Linked DNA regions of Mus musculus: all the other regions are linked to region 2. The links are chromatin contacts, called in public promoter capture Hi-C maps. All regions are on one chromosome and are shown on one strand. Each heading gives the region's core, a stretch centred on a gene start, on an enhancer-like site or on the middle of the called end of the contact. The rest is flanking DNA. Distances are from core to core; before and after follow the strand shown.

The links. Promoter capture Hi-C pulls out the DNA fragments that hold promoters and counts their contacts.
Region 1: a promoter capture Hi-C map of liver shows a contact between it and region 2, with 4 times the contacts expected there. The contact joins the enhancer-like site here to the promoter of Sbspon in region 2. A contact is called at or near these places in 17 of 39 promoter capture datasets (the 3T3-L1 cell line, 3T3-L1-derived adipocytes, the C10 cell line and 11 more), 1 of 15 datasets of contacts at CTCF or cohesin (large pre-B cells) and 6 of 484 Hi-C or Micro-C datasets (the AML12 cell line, cerebral cortex, embryonic fibroblasts and 3 more).
Region 3: a promoter capture Hi-C map of second pharyngeal arch cranial neural crest shows a contact between it and region 2, with 3 times the contacts expected there. The contact joins the enhancer-like site here to the promoter of Sbspon in region 2. A contact is called at or near these places in 14 of 39 promoter capture datasets (the 3T3-L1 cell line, 3T3-L1-derived adipocytes, the C10 cell line and 11 more) and 1 of 9 other capture datasets (liver).

The regions. Positions count from the first base shown.
Region 1 is chr1:16,307,853-16,311,425 of GRCm38.p6, forward strand. The region is part of intron 12 of Stau2 (staufen double-stranded RNA binding protein 2); the gene reads right to left. It overlaps C130013N14Rik (a long non-coding RNA gene), which reads right to left. Exons shown (of 2, transcript XR_003947751.1): 1 at 3,103-3,573. Among named protein-coding and RNA genes, the nearest start is that of C130013N14Rik, 5.1 kb to the right of the region's middle. Within about 2 kb of position 1,464, at least 4 of the 459 cell types and tissues checked have an H3K27ac peak or open chromatin away from gene starts, as enhancers often do. A contact at or near this core is called in liver, where this site is marked.
Region 2 is chr1:15,891,307-15,895,162 of GRCm38.p6, forward strand. It overlaps Sbspon (somatomedin B and thrombospondin, type 1 domain containing), which reads right to left and starts at 1,416. Exons shown (of 5, transcript NM_001033288.3): 1 at 1,133-1,416. The coding sequence starts at 1,346.
Region 3 is chr1:16,396,948-16,400,706 of GRCm38.p6, forward strand. The region is part of intron 5 of Stau2 (staufen double-stranded RNA binding protein 2); the gene reads right to left. Among named protein-coding and RNA genes, the nearest start is that of C130013N14Rik, 84 kb to the left of the region's middle. Within about 2 kb of position 2,499, at least 7 of the 459 cell types and tissues checked have an H3K27ac peak or open chromatin away from gene starts, as enhancers often do. A contact at or near this core is called in second pharyngeal arch cranial neural crest, where this site is marked.

The sequences.
Region 1 (3,573 bases), core at 214-2,713, 420 kb after region 2:
TCCATCGGAGGATGCAAAAGAAGTTCCAATGAACTAAAGATTATTTTAAAATGTGTGATTTGAAAAGGCAATGCTTGCCAGCACATAAAGAGAGCCAGCCAAATAGCAATCAGCCGTGGAAGTACAGTACTCAGATTCTGAAATATAAGCAGTATAAGTATATATAAGTATATATATATATATATATACAGTATATATAAGGTTTGTTCAAAGAGGAATTTTGGACAAGGACAAAGAGGCATGACTTAATTGGAGGTGTATTTCAAAGGGAGAGAAGGTTTCTGGTTTTCAACTTTAAAACAGTGGACTAAATCATGCACACTGCATAATCCAATTTTACTAGGAAAGCAAAATTAGGTTGTAAATGTGACCTCCAGTGAGCAGTAATGCTCTCAAATCTTTGGCAGAGGGAACTATATTCCGTTGATTGTGTCTTTTAAAAAGACTATACAGTTCTCTACTCTAGATTTCACATCCTTTTAGCCAATTATACATACATGGCATTTATTGGTTTAATAATATACCAATGTGAACTGTTCACAAAGGTTTTTTAAAAAAATCTTTGAATAACATCTTACATGCAGATAGAAATGGTTAAGAACCCTAAGTTCTTACTCATTTTTTTTTAATTAGAGGGGACATTAATAATTAGAATACTTAACTAGAATTAAGGAATTACAGGTATGGGGTGTTATGCAGCTCCAAAATTGGCCAAACGTATTCGGAACTCTAGGGAACGTCCGCTGGTCTGAAATTGTGAGTGCAAATCACCTTTGTAGACATAAGCTGTGGGAAAGATGAAGCCACAGCTCCTGGAGCTACATAAGACAGCTACACTCAGTCTTTTTCATAGTGGAGTTGAGAAAATAAGTTTTTATACATAAATTATTATCTATTTTGCTGATAAAAACTGGTGTTTTATTTCATTTTTCTTTCTCATCCCAGGGGAAGGGGTAGTGGGAGAAGAAAGCAATGAGCAGGTTCATGGATTCTGACTATAGTCCAAAATAATTTTACAGCTCAAATTTATAAGTCACTCATGTGCACAATACCACTGGATGTATATAACCTCTTAGAGATGTAGCCATGCTGTATCATGCAGAAGGGAAATTATGAGTCAGTTATAGAGTGCAGAATATTTTCTCTTCCCAAACTTTCCCTACAGCTCGCTGTTGCTTCTAGAAACTGCTTAAGCATCTGAAATAAAAGGTCACTATAGAAACAACTGAATAGCTTGTATTACTTACAAAGAAGTCCAGCTATGAAGCATTTCTAAATGGAATTTCAGCAAGGAGACAGAAGTAACCTTTGCTACAGGCAAACTCTCTTTCATTGCTCTGATGAATACTGATGAAGACAGAGTTGTTTATTATTTCTTTAGAGGGATAAAATTAGTTTCCTCTGTGAGTAAATAAATCCAGAGTCCACAGTCAAGTCTACTGTGCTAGCTATCACACAGGTAGTATTCCCAGGGCACTGGCTCACACTCCAAGAATGAGCTCTGGCCACGTTTAACATAACAGAACAGCTGACACAAGACTCAAAAGCTAAATGCTTTTTTAAAGTTTTTTTTTTTTTTTTTTTAAAGTCTATGGTTGAACCCGCTTTTCTACAAAGGGGTAGGAAATCAATACAGAAGGTTCTACAGGATGCAAGACCTCTTAGGCCTCTTAGAATTCCTTATCTCTGCCTTGGGGTAGGGAAGTGGTCAAAGGCAAGACCAACATAAACAGCACTAGGTCTGTCCCCATAAATATATTTATGAGCACGAAGCTTGAATTCCACATAATTTTCACATCATGAAATTTTATTTCCAGCCACTTTAAAGTGTTAAAGACATTTGTAATTTGGGTAGCAGAATGAACTTGGCCATGGGTCATGTATACTGATTCCTGATCTAGTACACCAACATGTAATAACTATATTGAAAAGTAGTTTCTGGTGATGCATCCTGAAGTGAGATAGTTTTAAAGCTATGGACTTCCTTAACTGTTATATTTGTATAAAATCAAAATTTCATATATTAAACATCAACAAAAGAAATTTTATTTCTACAATGAGATACATATTGGATGGAGAAAATATTCTGAAATGTAAGAATCAAAAATATTGAAGCATTTTTTCAAAATAAACCATATACTCACTTGTCTTTTAAATGCATCTCCATTCATGTCCCAGTTCATTAAAAACTAAGAAATACTCAAGTTAATTATTTTCCAAAGTCTTTGCTCTGGTAGCTCCAGAACCTGACAGGGACAGTGACAACAAGCATGGCCTCCCCATGACATGTAGCACTGACTGATCAATACAGACCTGCCAAAGGGGCCAAAGGTTAATGCTTATTCTCTGCTAGTGACATCATGAATGCAGAACCTGTCGAGGCTCCCTCTGATGATCACTGGGATCTCGTATGCTGCAATGCCACTGAACTATATTTTATATTGATAAAGAGTTGTATTTGTCTTAATCAACTGTTGCTGAAGTGTAGGATGCTTGGCATCATTAAGATTCTAGGAACACAGTCTTAAGTCATACTGCCCAGTGTCCCATTGGGCAGAGGCTAGAACTAAGACATGGCCCCAGTATTTAAACCAAGTAATTCAGACACCAAGAAAGACAAATGCATATGAATGATAGGCAAAACAAACAAAACAAAACAAAAAAACAAAACAAAAAAAACCAAAAAACAAAAAACAAAACAAAAAACCCAAAACCTAAAGTCTGTAAATAGCCCAGGAGAGCCACTAAAAGGCATGTAATCCCTGAGTAGAGTTACTTCAACATGTGGAATTATTATAATCTTTACATTAAAAAAGTCTATCTAGAGTCATCAGAAAAGAATGCTTATAGGTTGAACACTCTCATATCCATTTTATTTTAGATATTCTGCAAAACCAAGCTCCCCTAGTTTTCTTAGGAATCCAATTTACTTCCTTCCTATAAACATGAACTGAATGCCTCCAAAATGCCTAGGAACAAGAAAAAAACCTCAAGAAGATAACCATGAGAGAGAAAACGGGAAATGGTTTGGTGAGTGAGCCCACGGGCTAATGTAAAAATTACAGAAGAGTGTCAGATAGATGGGTCAGGGGTACTCCTTACTCTGGTGGAGGACGTTGGTTGGTTTCCAGCACCCACAGGGTAGTTTACAAGCATTCATTAACTCCAGTTCCAGGTCATTTGATGTCTTTTTTGACTTCCACAGGCATGATGCACATTGGGGGCAAACACACATACACAGAAAATAAAAGATGGAAAAGAAATTAAAACACAAATTTGGCTTAAAAAAGACAGAAGATTCTTACTTATACTCACAAGTTTGAGGATAGCCCGGAATAATGGCTTGGTTGGATGTGATGAATATAACAAAATTTAAATTAAAGTTCCTCTATGAGCCAGGACAGAACGGGCCAGACAGAAGGAAAAGCCCAGGGAAGACACAAAGGCAAGAACACAGATCCCCGTAAGTGTGAAGGATGAATGTGAAGACAGACAGGGACTCACCCCTGTGTTCTTGGGTTTCAGCCTATGCGTCTGTACTCTCAGACACAGAAGTGACTATTGAAACAGAAT
Region 2 (3,856 bases), core at 166-2,665:
CCCAGGGACACGTAGCTGAGACACCCAGTTTCGGGTGTTGCCAGGGAAGGGGACACATGGCTCAGACTCACTGCATTTTCTGGTTCATTGACTTTTCCAGCTTCCTTTAGACTGAGGCAAGATGACTTGTCACGGGAATGGGGGGAGAACTTATCAAAAAGGGCATCCGCCAGTAAATCTTGGAGGTTTTTTGGCTGTGCCCTTCCACAGTATCATGGCTGGGTGACTGACCTGCCTGGGATTGACAGGCTCTTAGCAAAGAGGCAAGAGAGGCCTTGTTGCTACTGGGCCTCTCGTTCCTGGAGTGTGGCCCAGCCCTTGGGTCCTCTCCTCAGAAGTTGCCTAGGACTTGTGTGAGGACAAACCCTATCATATGGACAACTTTGGGACTGATCTGATTAGCAAGGAGCAAAGCTGCTTTGGTTTTCAGAGCTGACTTCTTGGTCACGGCTTGTTTTTCAGGACTGTGTTTCTCATTTCTTCCTTTACCTTTAAGTTCAATTAAACCTGCGTTGACAGAACCCTACCAAGGGGTACTGTGAGATGCTATGGGAATGTTAGATAAGAAAAGACCTCATTCTAAAGGGAAGGATCAAACACTACAGAGACTTGAGGAAAGAAAGTATCCTAAAGATAGTTCCAAGAGCACAGAAAACCTCCTCACAGGAAACAGCGGTGGTCCATGTTGGAGCCCACCACAGAACACCTCAGACCTCTAAGAAAGTGGAGGCCCCTCCCAGGGCAAGCTTGATACAAAGTGAGACAGTCTCATCTTCCTGGCCTTGTTAGTTTTCTCTATCCCCAAACTTTATGAGGTTGACAGAATGAGTGTGGTGACGGCTGGTCCAGGGACACACCCCTGACAACTGTCAGCACCATCCTTCCAGGCCCCAGGTGACTCTATGAAGCTAGAGTTCTTGAGTCACAGAACACATCCCAGAGGTGATCCCCACAGATGTTAGGGGGTGTGCTTCGGGGACATTAGATGAAGCCGACTGGGAAGCCTGGAATGGAGCGGGAGTTGGGGTGGGGGTGGGGTACTGGGATTGCGAAGGCTGATACTGGACTGGCCTGGAAGTGACCAGAAGATTCCTGGCTTCCTAGGGGTCCCTCCCGGCGCCCAGCCACCCACCTGGGCACGCCCTGTCGTAGTCGAAGCAGCAGTCCCCGGTGAGACGGCAGGCTTGGTCACAGAAGCATGTTCCATAGACCCTGTCCAGCCTCCAGCCGCGGGCGAAGCAGGCTGGGTCCCGGCCAGGACAGCAGCGGCCGGCCTCTGCACAGCCAGCCAGGGCCCCGGGCCACAGCCGCGCCAGAGCGCACAGCACCATCCACAGGGTCTTCATGGCCAGAGCTGCCGCGACACTTGCGAACGGACCCAGCTAGAGCCTCGGGCAAGAGCTCGGCTCCTCCGACAGCCGAAGCCCCCGCCCTCGGCCCTCCGCCCTTCCGCACCGCCCCTCGGCTGCCCTGGCTGTGCGCCCGCTCGGCGGGCTCTGGGCGGGTGGCACTGGGGCCCAGGTGGGACGCGCTTCTCCTCCTGGCCACCAGCCGACCCCCGACCACCCCAGGTGCTCTCACAGCCCGCTACCGGCCACTCTCCCCAGGATCCAAACTCTGCCTCCTTAGGTCTGGGGACGCGGTAGCCCGTGCCTGTTTGCACCCGGAAAGCCGCCAGAAAATGGATGGAGCCCCTGTGCACCCGGGCGACCCCCAAGCGCCCCAGCTCGCTCTAGAAAGCCCTCGGAGTCTTTTCCCAACTGTTTCTCCAACTCTCCTGGGCCCTGTCGGGCACAGAGAAGTATCTTTCTGCAGCATTTTATAGTGGCTTTTTTCTCACCCAGAAAAAAATGCTACTTTCCTTCACTTAAAGGACAAATTAATGAATACGAAGAAAATGATAAAGTAGAAACTGTACTCTGTTTTTTTGTTAAAGCCGATTTCCCAAAGAGAACCCCCACCAATAATGGTTTTTCGGTTTTTGTTTTTGTTTTTTTATAATAACTTTCACTCTAAGGTGTTCGTCTAATTTTGGAGGGTTTTATTCGCGTGCACATCTTTGTTTGTTGTCTTGTTCTTGCCACGTTGAGAATGGAAATTAGATCCTGACCGATGCAAGGTCATCCTACTAAGCGACACCCCACCGGCAACTTGTTTGTTTACTTGCTTGTTGAGATGAGGGACTTGCTACTTACTTCTGGCTGACCTGTAACTTGCCATGTAGACCAGGATGGGATGGTATCGAACTCACGAGAGCTACTGCCATCTGCCTCCCAAGTGCTGGAACGAAAGGCATAGGCCTTTACACCCAGCTTTATGCCCAAGTTTTTATATGTGTTTCTTTCTCTTCTCTAAATATATTAAGTTTTCTACACTTTATTCACTGAGATTAATTCTGGGAGTTTCACTTTTTCTTTATGACCTTAAATCATTTAATTAGCATGGTTTGTAGAAAGGAACACTTTCTATATCTGAAAACATAAGAAATCAAATTAAATTCAAAGTCTGGTTTCTTCCTTCTTCATGCAAGAGCTTCTCAAAGAGGAATTTCTGTCATTGGAGAGAAAGTAATATAAGTAGAAATTTTAAACTTTACTACAAGTGTGATAAAGCAACTTAGCAACCAAATATAAAAATTAAGCATGCTATGCAATGGACAAACCTACATTGTAAGGGTTGTATCTGATAAGTCCTGGTCTCAGATTGTATTGACCAATGTAGAATGTAATGCTATTTGATCATCCAAAGAAAATATACTCTAAAAAGAAAAAAAAAAGAAATTTTTCTTTGTGAGTTTATACAAGTAAGTTCTCAGCATTGAAAGGCTTTTTTTTTTGTTTGTTTTCCTTTCTGGCAACTATCTCTTCCTTTAGCTTTTAAAGAAATGATGTGTACTTCTTTGTGTTTTTTACTTCTTTGTGTTTTTAGTTTTGATGGTTAGGACTAAATACTCTTGCCAACAGATTACATACACCCTCAGCGTTCCTCCTGTGAGAAGTTTCATTTGCCGTTTTGTCACAACACATTCATGCAATTCATCTCCACACCTTTTCTAGACTGTCTTCTCCATGGGATGCCTCTGGGCAGATACTTCTGTAATGCCATAAGAGTCTGGAATAGTGCCAGAAAGGTGTAAAAGCAAACAATCCACTGACTAGCTCATTTTCCAGACCAAAGCTTGAAATGAAATGGTAACAGAGAAGAGGAGGTGAGCTCTGTCTTAACAGAAGTGAAAGATGGGCTGGGGAGATGAGTGATTAGAAGAGCTGGCTGTTCTTCCAGCAGACCCAAGTTTGGTTCTCAGTGCTCACTTGGGGTAATTAACTGCCAGGTCAGGTGATTAGGGTGATGGACTCCTTCTGGCCACATAGAAAACACACCCACACACATGTACATGCACATGTACACACTAAGGTGAGTGCTCACACACATAAAAATAAAAGAGAGAAGTAAAGAGCCTAATGTCAAATGCTAGCTCAAATACCATATCTTCACTTCCTTTTCCTTTATGCACCGACAAAAGCAAAAGTTGACAGGAAAAAGGTTAGAAATGGGCTGGAACTGCAGGGTTAGCATACTTGTTTGCCAGGCAGGAGGCTCTCCAACCCATCTACACTGCTCCAACCCACCAGCTTCGAGTTCACAATCTGGAGATCTGGGCTTTGCGTTCAGAAAGGACTTGGATTCAACTTAACTGCTATCGCCTCAGCATCTTCATCCCACACAGAATGCTACTCTGATCTCCATGAGACGCCGACAGGACATCCGGTGACAGGCGTAAACTGAGCACAAAGTGTCTTCTAAATACCTTGTGATGACTTAAGGTCCATTCTCTGCCGTATTTTTAGGCTAACAG
Region 3 (3,759 bases), core at 1,249-3,748, 510 kb after region 2:
TCTAAGAAATGGCTCAAGGACCACCTTAGAGCTTTAGAAGAGAGAGTCCCTACTGAGGGAAAAAAGACTAAGCAAAGGGTGCCTGTGCTGGGTGGGTATAAGCAGCACTGCTTTGGAGACGTGAAGCTATTAGAGACGACCTCAAGCAAGTGTGTCAGGTGGGCGATCCCAGTTATAAGTTTGGGCTTTAAGGAAAAAGTATAAGGCGGTGAAGGTAAAAATTGGGAATAATCAATGTAGAGATTGTATTTAAACATGCAAGAAAAATAAGAGTGCTGTGGGATTCAGAGACAACAGAAAGACCAAAAAAACAGGTCCGTAATGTAAAGAGGGTGTGTTAGAGGAGGGACCAAATGATTACAGTTAAAGCTGGCAGGCAAACTAAAACTAGAACTGAACAATATGATCACTGGATTGAGCAATACAGCATTATGAACAGGATCAATTTCAGTGTAATAGTGGATTTGTAATTGTAATGCTAGAAATTAAGTTAAAAATTATTCCAGTACTGGAGAATGTTTTACACCAAAGTTCAACTGAGGTCCTGCCTTTTTTCTTTGTCTATTTTGCTATGCTAGAGATTGAACCCATGTAAAACTCCAACTTGAGGTCACAACATGTTTTCAATGGTTATTAAACACCCAAGCAATGGTGTTCTTCAAGCAGTCTGAGATAAACTAGAGAGAGCTCATAATGTTAAAACTCATTGGGCAAATGGAAATGCAATGAAGGTTTACTGAAAATGAAGTTCGGTGCTTGAAGGAGCAGATAAGTGAGGCCACAATTGAGACCATGCGTAGACAGACTCTGGAAAGGGCACACGTAAAGGAACCAATGAGAGCCTAAGGCTAGAATTTGATTAATACCTATGATCAAAGTTCAGGAAAACAATAGACGGCAGAGGATGGGATACAAGCGTGTCAGAGCAGAGGAGAACTTAGAGCACAGTGTTAGGAGAGGGTACTTAGCAGCGTCTGAGGGACTAGACAATCTACAGAAGAGCAGCAGGAAAAGTCAGCTTTAGCTCTAAACATCAACTTTTTTGGGTCACAGTTTTCTATTATTTTTTTTAAGATAAGGTGTCTTAAGTGAATATAAGTGTCCTTATTTTTAAAATAGAAAACATTAAAAACATTAAAGAAAAAACAATGAAAGTAAAATACTATTCTTAACATCCAAAGACTAAAAAGAACTTTAAGATACAATCTTTTTGTCCTTTGATGTCAATAAATGCACAGGGCCTGGGCAGCCCCGCTCCCTCAGCCCTGCCACTCACCACTTGAATCTGAGATTCGACACACTAATGGGAATCATGGATATAGACTGTCTTTGTCACCAGCAAAGTTTACTTTCCCATATGCACAGAACTACACATTTTAGTTCGTTCAATAAAACTTCAGGATGCACTAGTTGAAATCAGAAATTGACTCCTGAACTGATCTTAAATGGCAAGCTTTCTCTGTAGAGCAAATGCTTACAATTAATTATAAACTTCTGAAAACAGAGCTCCACAACTGGAATGCTAAGACCTTTAACTACAGTAGAGGGAGTGGGCGCCACTGTAATCACTAAGGTCTGCTGACAATTACAAAACTCATTTTGGTTTGCCACAGAGACAAACAAAATTTCTGTTCATTATAACTTTACTGGAATATGATGTCATAACACATAAGCATACTGAAACAATCTGCTGATTTTTCTGACCAAAATATTAATTGCACACTAAAGAGCCCTCGGGGCCTCTTCCTTCTGGGCCATTGAATACAGCTTTATGTATGTGTATAGGTATGCATTTGATATATATGTATATATAAATCATTTCATATAAATATCAGAGGGAAAATTAAGTATATTGCATTTTTTACATAAAAAGTAAAATACTCTAGTAGTAACAACAGGAAATGCCAAGACCTGGTGCCTGACTTGGTTCATTCCAGTTTCACTTCATCCTCTGGTTTAACAATGATTCTTAGTAAATATACCCCACATGGTTTGAATATCTTACACAGCACATTTCCTCAGTGCACCATGACAATTAAGATTAGCCAGAACACTCTGATTAATGGCATCCAGACTACACTACAGTGCAGATGACATAGAGCACTTCATCAAATAGAATACCATGTGCTGAGGTCCTCGCCTCCAAATACTTAGCTCCTTTGGTAAAGAATCACTCAAAGTTTATTAACTTTCAAAGGTAGTATGTTCTAGTTCCTTCTCTTGTTTGTATTTTTCAAACAATAAGCTCAGTTTTGATAATGAACATTCAACATACGATGCATTTACTTCTACAAATTAGAATATATTAACTAAGCAGATAGTATTTTGTACTCAAAGTTTAAATTCCCATGCTGTTATTGTTGTTAAGAGATGAACCACAAAAACCCCTATTGTGCAATTAAATGATTAAATGAGCTCCTCGTATCCATAGCCTCCAAAGGTCACCCTGCTACATCACAATCGTTTTCTGTGCTAGTTAAAATCTGTCCCACAATCCTGGTCTTCTGAGCTCTTCTCTGCTGTGGACCAGGGTTGCCTTGGTAACACGTCCTACTGTCTCAGAGCTGCTCTCGATGCTCTAGGTTATATCTACACAAGAGCATCTTGGCAAACAGGCAACTGCATCAAACAGGGGACATAACCACTCCTTACTGTGCACTGGCTACATTCTTTAAATCAGCTTAGTCTTTACAGAAGCCCACAGTGACAGGAAAGGTCCTGAATCTCACTTTGAGCAGTAACAACTTTTCCCAATAGAGCTGTTGAGAGTCAAACTTACATCCATCTAATTTCAAAGGTTCAAGAAAATCTTGAAGAATGACCTAAGGCCAGCAAGATAAAGGTGCTTATCACTAAGCCTTAAGATAGCTCATTCCCCAGGACCTGATGCTGAAAGGAGGAAATTTTGGCTTCATGTATGCTGTGGCATGACCTTCTGTGCAATTGGATGCATGTGTGTGCATGTACATACATATACACACACAAAACAAACAAATACAGTGTGTAAAACTGCCTCATTATCTTCTGGCTCTTACCACTTTTTGTTTAGTTGAACAGAAGAGCTAATGCAAGGGTTCTGAGTGAACAAGTCACTGCATGGCTGCTGAAACAATACTCCACAGTGACCTCCTGAGCTTCCACAGATGGAGTTCAAATAGACAATCAAGTGGTGCAACATGGGAAGTCACCATGCTGGCACTGAGAGGCATACTGCTGAACAACCTGGATAGACAAAGGCTAACTTCAAGACTTCTTTTCTATTCTATGCTTCACTATCCCCTATTTGGTGGGTGGGGTGGTGTGTGTGTGTGTGTGTGTGTGTGTGTGTGTGTGTGTGTGTGTGTGTGTGTATGTGTTGGGGAGCAAACATAGACACTTTAAATAACATAGTTATTAGATATACAACAAATCTTCAGACATGCCCCATCTTCAAGACATATGAGACAACGTATCAATCAAGAAAAGATACATGAGTCTTTGGAATTAATACTTAACATGGCTAATACCTTGGCAAGTGTTACTATGACAACCTTCTAACCTATGCCATGTTGCTATCTTCCTAATGTGACTGCATTCAAGGCTTTCTCTCTCCTGATCAGCCAGCCAGGGCTTTATTTTCCAGCATCTCACTTTCCTAAATATCACTTTTACAAGGTGACAAAGACACATTCCAAACAACACTAGGACTTAAAAATTGAAAAATTACCTCATTTCATTTGATGGTGTTACTCATAAATTTCAATACAGCTTAGACATTCA